2 separate regions of the Mus musculus genome follow, and region 2 is linked to region 1. The links are chromatin contacts, called in public Hi-C maps. All regions are on one chromosome and are shown on one strand. The core of a region is the stretch at or near the end of the contact, and the rest is flanking DNA. Distances in the headings are between cores, read along the strand shown.

The links. A called contact is a pair of places that touch in the nucleus more often than the background predicts.
Region 2: a contact with region 1 is called in a Hi-C map of adipose-derived mesenchymal stem cells, with 2.3 times the contacts expected there. The contact joins two enhancer-like sites. A contact is called at or near these places in 1 of 15 datasets of contacts at CTCF or cohesin (the NIH/3T3 cell line), 8 of 484 Hi-C or Micro-C datasets (the HPC-7 cell line, Th1 cells, adipose-derived mesenchymal stem cells and 5 more) and 1 of 115 datasets of contacts at active chromatin or transcription factors (embryonic fibroblasts).

What each region holds. Positions count from the first base shown.
Region 1 is chr15:91,613,574-91,618,338 of GRCm38.p6, reverse strand. No RefSeq gene overlaps it. Among named protein-coding and RNA genes, the nearest start is that of Slc2a13, 43 kb to the right of the region's middle. Within about 2 kb of position 2,923, at least 74 of the 459 cell types and tissues checked have an H3K27ac peak or open chromatin away from gene starts, as enhancers often do. A contact at or near this core is called in adipose-derived mesenchymal stem cells, where this site is marked.
Region 2 is chr15:91,648,892-91,653,656 of GRCm38.p6, reverse strand. No RefSeq gene overlaps it. Among named protein-coding and RNA genes, the nearest start is that of Lrrk2, 22 kb to the left of the region's middle. Within about 2 kb of position 1,971, at least 57 of the 459 cell types and tissues checked have an H3K27ac peak or open chromatin away from gene starts, as enhancers often do. A contact at or near this core is called in adipose-derived mesenchymal stem cells, where this site is marked.

The DNA of each region.
Region 1 (4,765 bases), core at 1,674-4,173:
TATAGCTCAAGCTGACCTTGAACTTGCAGCAATCCTCCTGTATCAGACTCTTGAGTTCTTGGAGTAAACGTATGTGCTACCATGCTTCTCTCTCTCTCTCTCTCTCTCTCTCTCTCTCTCTCTCTCTCTCCCTCCCTCCCTCTTTCTCTCTCTTTCTCTCCTTCTCTCTCTCTCTTTCATTTTGAATATTAAAAAAATCAAATTGTATTTAAAATGCTTCTTAAGATTGAAGAAGTCACAACTGTTTTCCACAACAGGAACTGAATATCTGGGTTCATCTGTACTGTATTTCAACTAACTGACAAATAACTACTTATTAGAAACTAATAATTCATGTTACATACATGGCAGCTACCTTCTAAAATATAATTCTTATTTTTCCTTGTCAGATGATGTATTTTTCAAAGTGACAGAAACATAGTCTTCTGAATGTGCTCAGCTATCAGATACTTTGTGCCCTTTCTCTTGGTCTGCTCTTTGTTCCATGGCTTTTTCTTTGTAGCCCAAATCTGCCCTTATACTCTAACTGTGGGTCAACCATGTGGCTGACTTTGGACAGTGGAGGTGAGAGGATATCACCCCGTCAGACCTTTGAAGCAGCTGGGTGAGTGCATGTGCAAGCTTTTGCCATCAACACTGCCATTAAAAAAAAAAAAAAAAAAAAAAAAAAAAGAAAAGAAAAGAAAAAAAAAGCAATAGCAAGCATCTGAAAGATGAATGAGGTACCACTGCCAAGATCCTTCTACATCAGAAGGAGAGTTAGACAAGACAGCAAGAGCATCTGTGATCAGCAGCAACACAAATACTGTAGCGACTTGTAGCTGATGCTTTAGCAGAGGACCAGAACCGTTTAAAGTGAGCTAAAGACCCTAGGAACATCCCGTAGAAGAAGCAATAATGAGGATGTGAGGGAAGTCGTTACAATGTGTACCACCCCCCTGATCACTAGGGTTGAGCGGTGACCTAGCTGGCTACGTGGATTGTGAATGACCCCTTCTTTCCTCGGTGCTTCATATACACCTCAGGTAAAAACTGCTGTGCTCTGTAAGAGAGGACATCCCTCCTGGAGAAAAGAAGGGCGATCTTGGACCAAGAGTAACTGAGAAGCTGTTCTCTGCTGGAACTTCCAGGCAGGCTCTGAAGGAGCAAAGATAAGAATGTTACAAGTGAACAAATAAAAGAATCTTAACGAAATAGCCAGGGGGCTAACAGGTGCTCATCGAGGTGTTTGACTATCCCTCAAAAATTCTGAAAGAATCCATAAGCATTCTAAAAATGCCATGTCTTATCTTATAAGCAAATGTAGTAGGTGAGACGTACAAAGCATGTTTGGTATTTAAAGTAAGGGAAAGGCTTAGTAGGGCAGATGACTTGGAAATCCTGTGTTGTTGGTTTCATTGACTGGGTTGGGTTTATAAAGATTTGCTTTCATTCTTTTTTAGGCGTGTGTGTGTGTGTGTGTGTGTGAGAGAGAGAGAGAGAGAGAGAGAGAGACAGAGAGAGAGACAGAGAGAGACAGAGACAGAGACAGAGACAGAGACAGAGACAGAGACAGAGACAGAGAGAAGAAATGCAACATGTGTGCAGGTGCTTATCCAGCAAAGACATCAAAGAAAAGATCAGGAAACAAGGGCTGCTTCTTTTGCTCACAACTAGCAAGGCATGAAAGGGTAGACAGTGTCTTATCTATTTTATCTCTCACAGCATCTAATTCTGTGGTTTCACACAAATAAATACAACGCAGTCTGCTGAATTGGGTTGGACGATTATCAAATAATTACTCTGTATGTACTTTGAGTTCTACATAAGCTCTCCCAAAAGTCCAGGACTTTCCCAAACGCCACAGCCAAATATCTGAAATTAACACAGAAGTCCCTGTTTATTCGCATACAGTCCACTTAAAATATGACTTAATTTAATTTCTAGGGGAGTATAAATTTAGCTTCACTGGCCCAGATCTCCTACCGCAATAGCACAGAGAGTACTTGAGAGAGGTAAGCCGCCGAAGACAAAACCTGAGCAGAGTGAAGGGCGGTGTGAGGACATCGGTGACTCTAACGGCCAAAGGTCAAGAAAGCAACAGCAATAATAAACAGCGCCGGCCATTAGCCAGAGGAAAGAACAGAACCTTGGCCTGCCCTCTGGGACCTTGGAAAGGTTATTGAATGCCTCTGAGCTTCATTTCCACGGATGGCATCAGTGAGCCACAAAAACGGTGAGTAAATGCTCACGGCCTCACTGCAAGCAGGAGGCGTAAACAGAAATAGGGCTTTGGATACTGATATGGACATCATACAATATGGCATGGTTATCCTCTTTATTGTTGCCATAGCAGACGAAAGAAAACTATCCTACATGTGGAATCAATGAGGCCATGGGGGCTGGTAGGGGGGAGGGGGTGACAACCATGCAGGACATTGGAGGGAGGGAATGGTAGACGGATATGATTACTCTGTACATGTACAGTAATTTCAAAGAATGAGAAATATTAACTAAAAAAATTCCATTTCTCCCTACAGCTTCAGGCTTACCTCATTTTTAGCTCAACTCCAACTCATTCAAAAGAAATTTCCACAGTCCCCGGGCCATGCTGCAAACAGACACATTAAGAAACTTCCCCCTGTCAACCCATGAGTCAGAGGTATGGTCTAGCGAAAATAAAGACCGTTTTAAGTAACATGAAGTTATCTTAATTTTCAGCTTAGGTACAATTTTCTTATTTAACTTGTTTTGATACTCTGAGAAGATTCTTTTAAAAACAATAATAACACACACACACACACACACACACACACACACACACACAAACATAATCTCCTTGGAAATTCAGCAAATCAACCACAAAGGATTGGAGATAAATCCTTGCATAGGGAGGAAAAAGAAGTACTGACTCATAAGAGAATGAAAAGGCACACTGTGCAAATGACACTAAGGTCATGTACTGGCTGGTTTTGTGTCAACGTGACAGAAGCTGGAGTCATCACAGAGGAAGAAGACTCCCTTGAGGAAGTGCCTCCATGAGATCCAGCTGTGGGGCATTTTCCCAGTTGGTGATCAAGGGTGGAAAGGCCCATTGTGGGTGGTGCCATGCCTGGGCTGGTGGTCCTAGGCTCTATAAGAAAGCAAGATGAGCAAGGCCGGGGAAGCAAGCGAGTAACATCCCTCCATGGCCTCTGCATCAGCTCTTGCTTCTTGACCTGTGTGAGTTCCAGTCCTGACTTCCTTTGGTGATCAACAGCAATGTGGAAGTGTAAGTCGAATAAACCCTTTCCTCCCCGACTTGCTTCTTGGTCATGATGTTTTGTGCAGGAATAGAAACCCTGACTAACACAGGTAGCATGATCGCCGATGAAATGTGTGCAAAGAGAAAAACACCGTCCTGGACTCACGTGTTTATATCCATCCAGGGTCAGCCCGGGCAAGGTCTAGAGTAGCTCTCATTTATACAGAGCGAATAGCGTCAGTAGCCTTGCAAGTCTGCCCTAAAGATTTAGTAAAGTCAGGGCTACTAACTGAGAATAGTCAACCCCGATCCTCAGTTTTATTCATATTTCCTGATTTTTGATGGGAGCATATCGTGATTCAAAGGACAAACTGTGTTCCTTCCCTGAAGCTGAGGTCATTTGGTAAACTCCTGCACATCCAACTGTAAGATTAAACAATCGCACATTCTTGTAGAGCACAGGCCTTTGTGGCTTGGGGCATTTCCTTCTTACCTAGATATATTCTCCAAAGCCAGATCTCAGACGCTGGCACTGGCGCATGAAAGATACCTTCTGCGTGCTCTTTGCGTCAGCATCCGTTACCGCCCCCTCCACACCACTGGCGATGATGGAAGCTTACATAATCGGGAAATCGTCGCTTAGCAACCGAATTATCAAAATATCTGCATCCCACCTCTTCTATCTTAAAGCACCAAACAGCTAGGGTTGTATTTTTAGCTCACAATCTTTAACCAGAGAGAAGATGGAGCCCAGGTTGCTGATTCAGATATTTTTTTATTTACCTCTACTTTTATATTCACCAGTTTTGTGGGAATAACAAGAGCATGCACAGATGAGGCAGCAGTAGGAATCTAAACAGACCATATGCCAGGGGAGAGATCCTTCTGCAGCCAGCCACTGCTATCTAGGTTATCACTGACAAATAGCTTCCCCAGAACATACAAAACTGACAGCCACCTGCTCCTTCTTGGCTGGCAGAGAGTAAGATTTTCTATGCTGCTGGCTCCTCTGCACTGTGAATTACAGGTGAGCTGCAGACACTCAGCCAGGCAGGGGAGGAGAATCTTTAGGCACAGGACTCCCCCAAGTCAAAAGCAAGGAAAAGGAACTGCAGAAACCATGTGACTAAAGACCCTGACTAGCTAGGTCCAGAATTCAGGTCTAGGGATTCACCAAAATCCAGAAATCAGTTATCTGGCTACAAAGATAGAATGGAGACAGGGGCTTGCTGCTCAAATGATGGATTGCTGTAGGGGCATAGCAGAGCATCCCGCTCTAAGAGAGCAGGGTGCTGAGCATGGGGTATTGCTGAACAATCTGGTCTTCAAGCTTTAAGCAATGAAGCTCATCTTCGTGGGTGTTGGTTTCCTTGGTGCCTACAGAGTCACTTTTAGGGACAAGTGAGACAGTCACATAGTATTTGGAAAAATTTCACCTTACACAGATTATTCATATTAGCAATTATCATTATTCAGTGGTCTAGAAAAATCCTACACTACCAAGTCCCAAGAAGACTTATGTGTCCGTATCTTCAAATATTA
Region 2 (4,765 bases), core at 722-3,221, 36 kb before region 1:
CTTTCTCCCCATGCCTTGCTCGGGTTGCAGCAGCCCAGGACTCTTGCACGCCTCGCTTGTCTCGCCAGCAAGAACAACGATGCTGCAACAGGATCCTTCTGCACACGTTTATTGGGAGAGCGTGATTGCAGAGGCGAAGAGACCCCGAGCCCTGAACTGGTGCTGCTTATATAGGCCTAGGAGAGGCGTGTCTCACACCTGGATTGGTTGTGCTTGGGTTATGCTTACCACCTCATTTGCATGCCTACATCTGATTGGTTAAGTTCTCTCTCATCTGATTGGTTAACTTGTCTCTCATCTGATTGGTTAATTTTGGTTAATTCTCAAAACCTCATCTTGGCAAAAGAACTTTACTGCCTATGTATGTGTGGTGGCCAGCAGAAGCCAGCACCACCCTGCAAAGGCACATGTGGCTTCCCACACAGGACCATCATTCTGTGGATGGTCCCACCCACATCATTTATCAGCCAATACAACAGCCGCACATACATGCCCATGAGCCAATCTAATAGAGATAATTCCTCAGCTGAGGTTCCCTCTTACTAGGTGACCAGCAGAGTGTGGTATGTGAACTGTGCCTCAATAAAACTATTTTTGAAGACAGCACGCATGATAAAAAAATTAATATGAAACAGCACAGGAAGAAAAAGGACATAATAAAAATTAATTAATGGCTAACTAGCATGGTGACATAAACTAGAATAGTGTTTCTGGTTTTCCATCACTGAAACAAGACATGAAGATAATCAGCTGGAAAAGAAATCTCCTACTTTGACACACAGTCTCAGAGGCTTTCAGTCTGTGGTTGTTGTAATCTCTGATGCTGTGAGCATAGCTACAGAAGAAACGGTAACCTTCATGAAGTCTGGAAGTAAAAAGAGAAATGAGGGGCTGAGTCCTCAATTATCCCTTCAAGAGCACGCCCCCAGAAACCTCACTTCCTTTTACTAAGTGTCCCCTTCCTAATGCTGTGACACTTTATGTGTGTGTGCACGTGTGTTTTTTGTTTGTTTTTGTTTTAGTTTATTTTATGTATATGAGTACACTGTAGCTGTCTTCAGACAGACCAGAAGAGGGCATCGGAACCCATTACAGATGGTGGTGAGCCAACATGTGGTTGCTGTGATTTGAACTCAGGACCTCTGGAAGAACAGTCAGTACTCTTAATTGCTGAGCTATCTCTCCAGCCCATTGTGACATTTTAAATGCAGTTCCTCATGTTATGGTGACTCCCACCAGTAAAATTATTTTCATTGCTACTTCATAACTAACATTGCTACTGTTATGAATTATAATGTAAATATCTGATATGCAGGATATCTGATTTGTGGCCCCTGTGAAAAGTTTCTTTGAATCCCAAAGAGGTCATGACTAGTTTGAGAACTTCTGTCCTAAACGTGCCACCTAGTAATAGCTAGATGGAAACCTTTCTTCCAAACAAGAACCTTTGAGGAACATGTAAGAGCCAAGCCATGATAGATAATTTATACATGATACTGTGTAATGAATGTGACTTGAGGTCATAAGATACTGTTATTTGTGTGTGTGTGTGTGTGTGTGTGTGAGAGAGAGAGAGAGAGAGAGTGTGTGTGTGTGTGAGTGTGTGCGTGAGTATGTGTGTGAGTGTGTGTGTGTGTGAGTGTGTGTGTGAGTGTGTGTATGAGTGTGAGTGTGTGTGTGTGTGAGTGTGTGTTCAACTAATTAATTTCAGCAACTCATTTACCTGCTAACTTTACAGTTAAAAGAAGATACATAGTAGAAAATATAATAAGCCATGTCTTTTTTCCCTCTCATCAAGAAAACAACACTGGTTTTCAAAGAAAAACATGGGTCCTATAAGTGAAAATATTTGTGTTCCTTGACTTTCTCTTTTGTTTACTTCCTCTTCAAAACACATGTAATATATGCATAACCAACTTCATGTCGTGCACTTCCTGTGGTGATCCACAGCTATTTAAAACTTTCATTTCTCACGTCACTCATTCCTAGGGAGGGAGCTGGTTCTGAGTAATACTCAGCTTTGAAAATGCTACTTGCTCCTTACAATCTGAACACGAAAAACAAAAGAGGTGATTCAACCAGCACTGTCATAAGCATTCGAGAAGCATCTCCGAGCGGCTGATTTACTCAGAACGGAAAAGCACTATAAATATTTCTAATATGTCCTTGAAGTCACAAGGGTAGACTTTCCAGGCCTTCCTCACAAAGCGTGGTCTCAGCGGTGAAGGCGGAATGTCTTCTAAAATCCTCTTCGCTTTTCAAAGTGAAAACAAATGTTATCCACAGAGACACGTATTATTTTAGAAATTTATATGTAGAGATAAAATAGCATGGCTATTGTTCCTAGGAACATATTCGAGCAAAGAGAAGAAGGGAAAGTATGGGGAAGAGGTGTTAGTAATGGAATGGGTGGCTTTAAATTCCGTGTTGTTATTATTTTCGGCATTGAGCATGTGTGCTGTTCTGTGTAGATATTTTTGAGCTAAAGGAAAATGTTTTTATTACTATTGTTCTTTGCTTTCTTATTTTATTTTTGAGAATATAATTATTCCATCTCTCTACCCTCCCATTATCTGAACTTATTTTCCTTCAAATCCATGGCTTCTCTCTCTCTCTCTCTCTCTCTCTCTCTCACTCTCTGTCTCTCTCTTTCTCTCTCTCTCTCTCCCTCCCTCTCTCTCTACATATATATCTATATATATAGATATGTGTATATATGTGTGTGTGTCTGTGTCTGTGTGTCTGTGTGTGATTTGTACAGTGTGTATATAATGTATATGACGCATATGTACATGTAGATGTATGTTTGTTTATATGTCTAGACATATATAGTGTTGGCCTTTCTGCTTGGATGGAAAGGTGTCCTGGGACTCTGAAGTGCAGGACCACACAGTTCTGAGATGGGACAGTGTTCCAATGGAAGGATATCCTGAGATACAGGAGCCCAGGAACCACATATCTCTGAGCAGAAGTCTCCGCGGCAGAGGTGGCAGCTCCCAGGAGTGGGGTGGGTATCCAGATCTGAGCCGAGAAGCTTAAGAACCTCAGCCCCTATTTTTCTCTTCCCTTCTTCTCTTCGTTGTTTCTTGCCTTCTGATGAGAGAGAGCCACATCAGTCAGCAAATCTCATAAAAGAGATTTATTGGAGGGTCCAGGCTGTGGAGGGACAAATCCAGGACTGGCTGCCTCTGCTCCGTGGAGGGAGCAGACAGCTGGGAATGGGACAAAGTCCAGTGCTTATATTGGGGGTGGAGCTCTTGGGGATGGAGCTTTCTAGGGTTGAAATTTCCAGGGTGAGGATACATGGGATTTCAAGGCCTGACTTTGGGGGTGCTTAGGGATTGGTGGGTTTTGCCAATCAGGGATTTGGTGGACTTTGGTGCCCAGGGATTGGTGGGTTTCTGTCAGAAGTTCAGGGATTGGAGGGTTTCTGTCAGAAGTTCAAAAATTGGTGGGATTTCCTATTCAGGGATTAGTGGCTTTTGTGAATACTTTTCACCTAAAATTAGCATAATCTGGGGAGGGTCCGTTTGAGGGGCTGGGGCTGATCTTTGTGAGAGTTAGACAGACTGAAAATTCCTCAGTGGGTAGATGATCCACTTTCCTGCCTTGAGGATTTACAAAGTATACAAAGTTTACAAAGGGAGTCCACAATCTGGACAGACTTTCCTACGAATCCAGTCACATGAATATCCAACATATATTCCTAAATATAACCTATAACCTGCTCAGTCCGTATAATGTTGCTTGTATGGTATGTATGTTTTTAGGGTTAGCCTTTTGGTATTGAGTAGCCACTGGCTATACTAATTCCTGGTGAAAACTATTGTGAGTGATAGTTTTGCTGAGTATAGAAGTTTGGGCTAGCATCTGTGATCTGATAACGTTTGTAGAACATCTGTCAAGGCCTTTCTGGCTTTTGGTGTCTCCACTGAAAAGTCAGGTGTTATTCCAGTACATCTTCCTTTACACACTTATGCTTCTGATCTTTTTCCTTCCATCATTTAATAGTCTTTCTTTATTCTGTACATTCAGTGACCTGACTATTATGTGTTTTGTGGATTTTTTTTTTCTGGGCCAATCTAGTTGGTGTTCTCTATGCTTCTTGTACCTGTAAATGGACCTCCTTCTTCAGATGAGGGACATTTCTTCTGAGATTTTGTTGAAAATATTTTCTGTGCCTTTGACCTAGATGTTTTTCTCTTTCCTCTATTCTTGTTATTCATAAATTTGTTTTTTCCATAGTATTTCAAATTTCCTTTTAATACTACCCTTGACTCAGGTATCCATTTCTTTATCTTGCCTTCAACACCCCCAAATCTCTATTTTATTTCATTTTCTCTTCAAGTCTTAGCTCGATTTGTGTTTTCTTTGGTGATTCTATTTCTACTTTCATGCCTTGAGTGGTTTTGCCATTTTTTTCCACTGTTTGTATTTTCAGAGTTCACTGATGGATTTAGCCATATTTACATTTTCATAATGGCTTTTTTGAAGTCCTTGTCTTGTGCTTCAGGTATATTGCATTTCACTGTAGTTGGATTACTGGGTGTTGGTGGAGACATATTGTCTCTGATAGTAATGGTTATGTTTATGTGATGGTGTCTAGGCATCAGAGACTAGTATGATTGTGATGCTAGGTGCTGGTATCTGTTCTGCCCTTTGTTGGTTCTGAGACCCTCTCTGGATCTTAGGGAAGTGAGGCAGCTGTGGTTTGACTGATATGGAGAACTTCTGCATGCTGATGGGGAACAGAGAGAAATAGGGC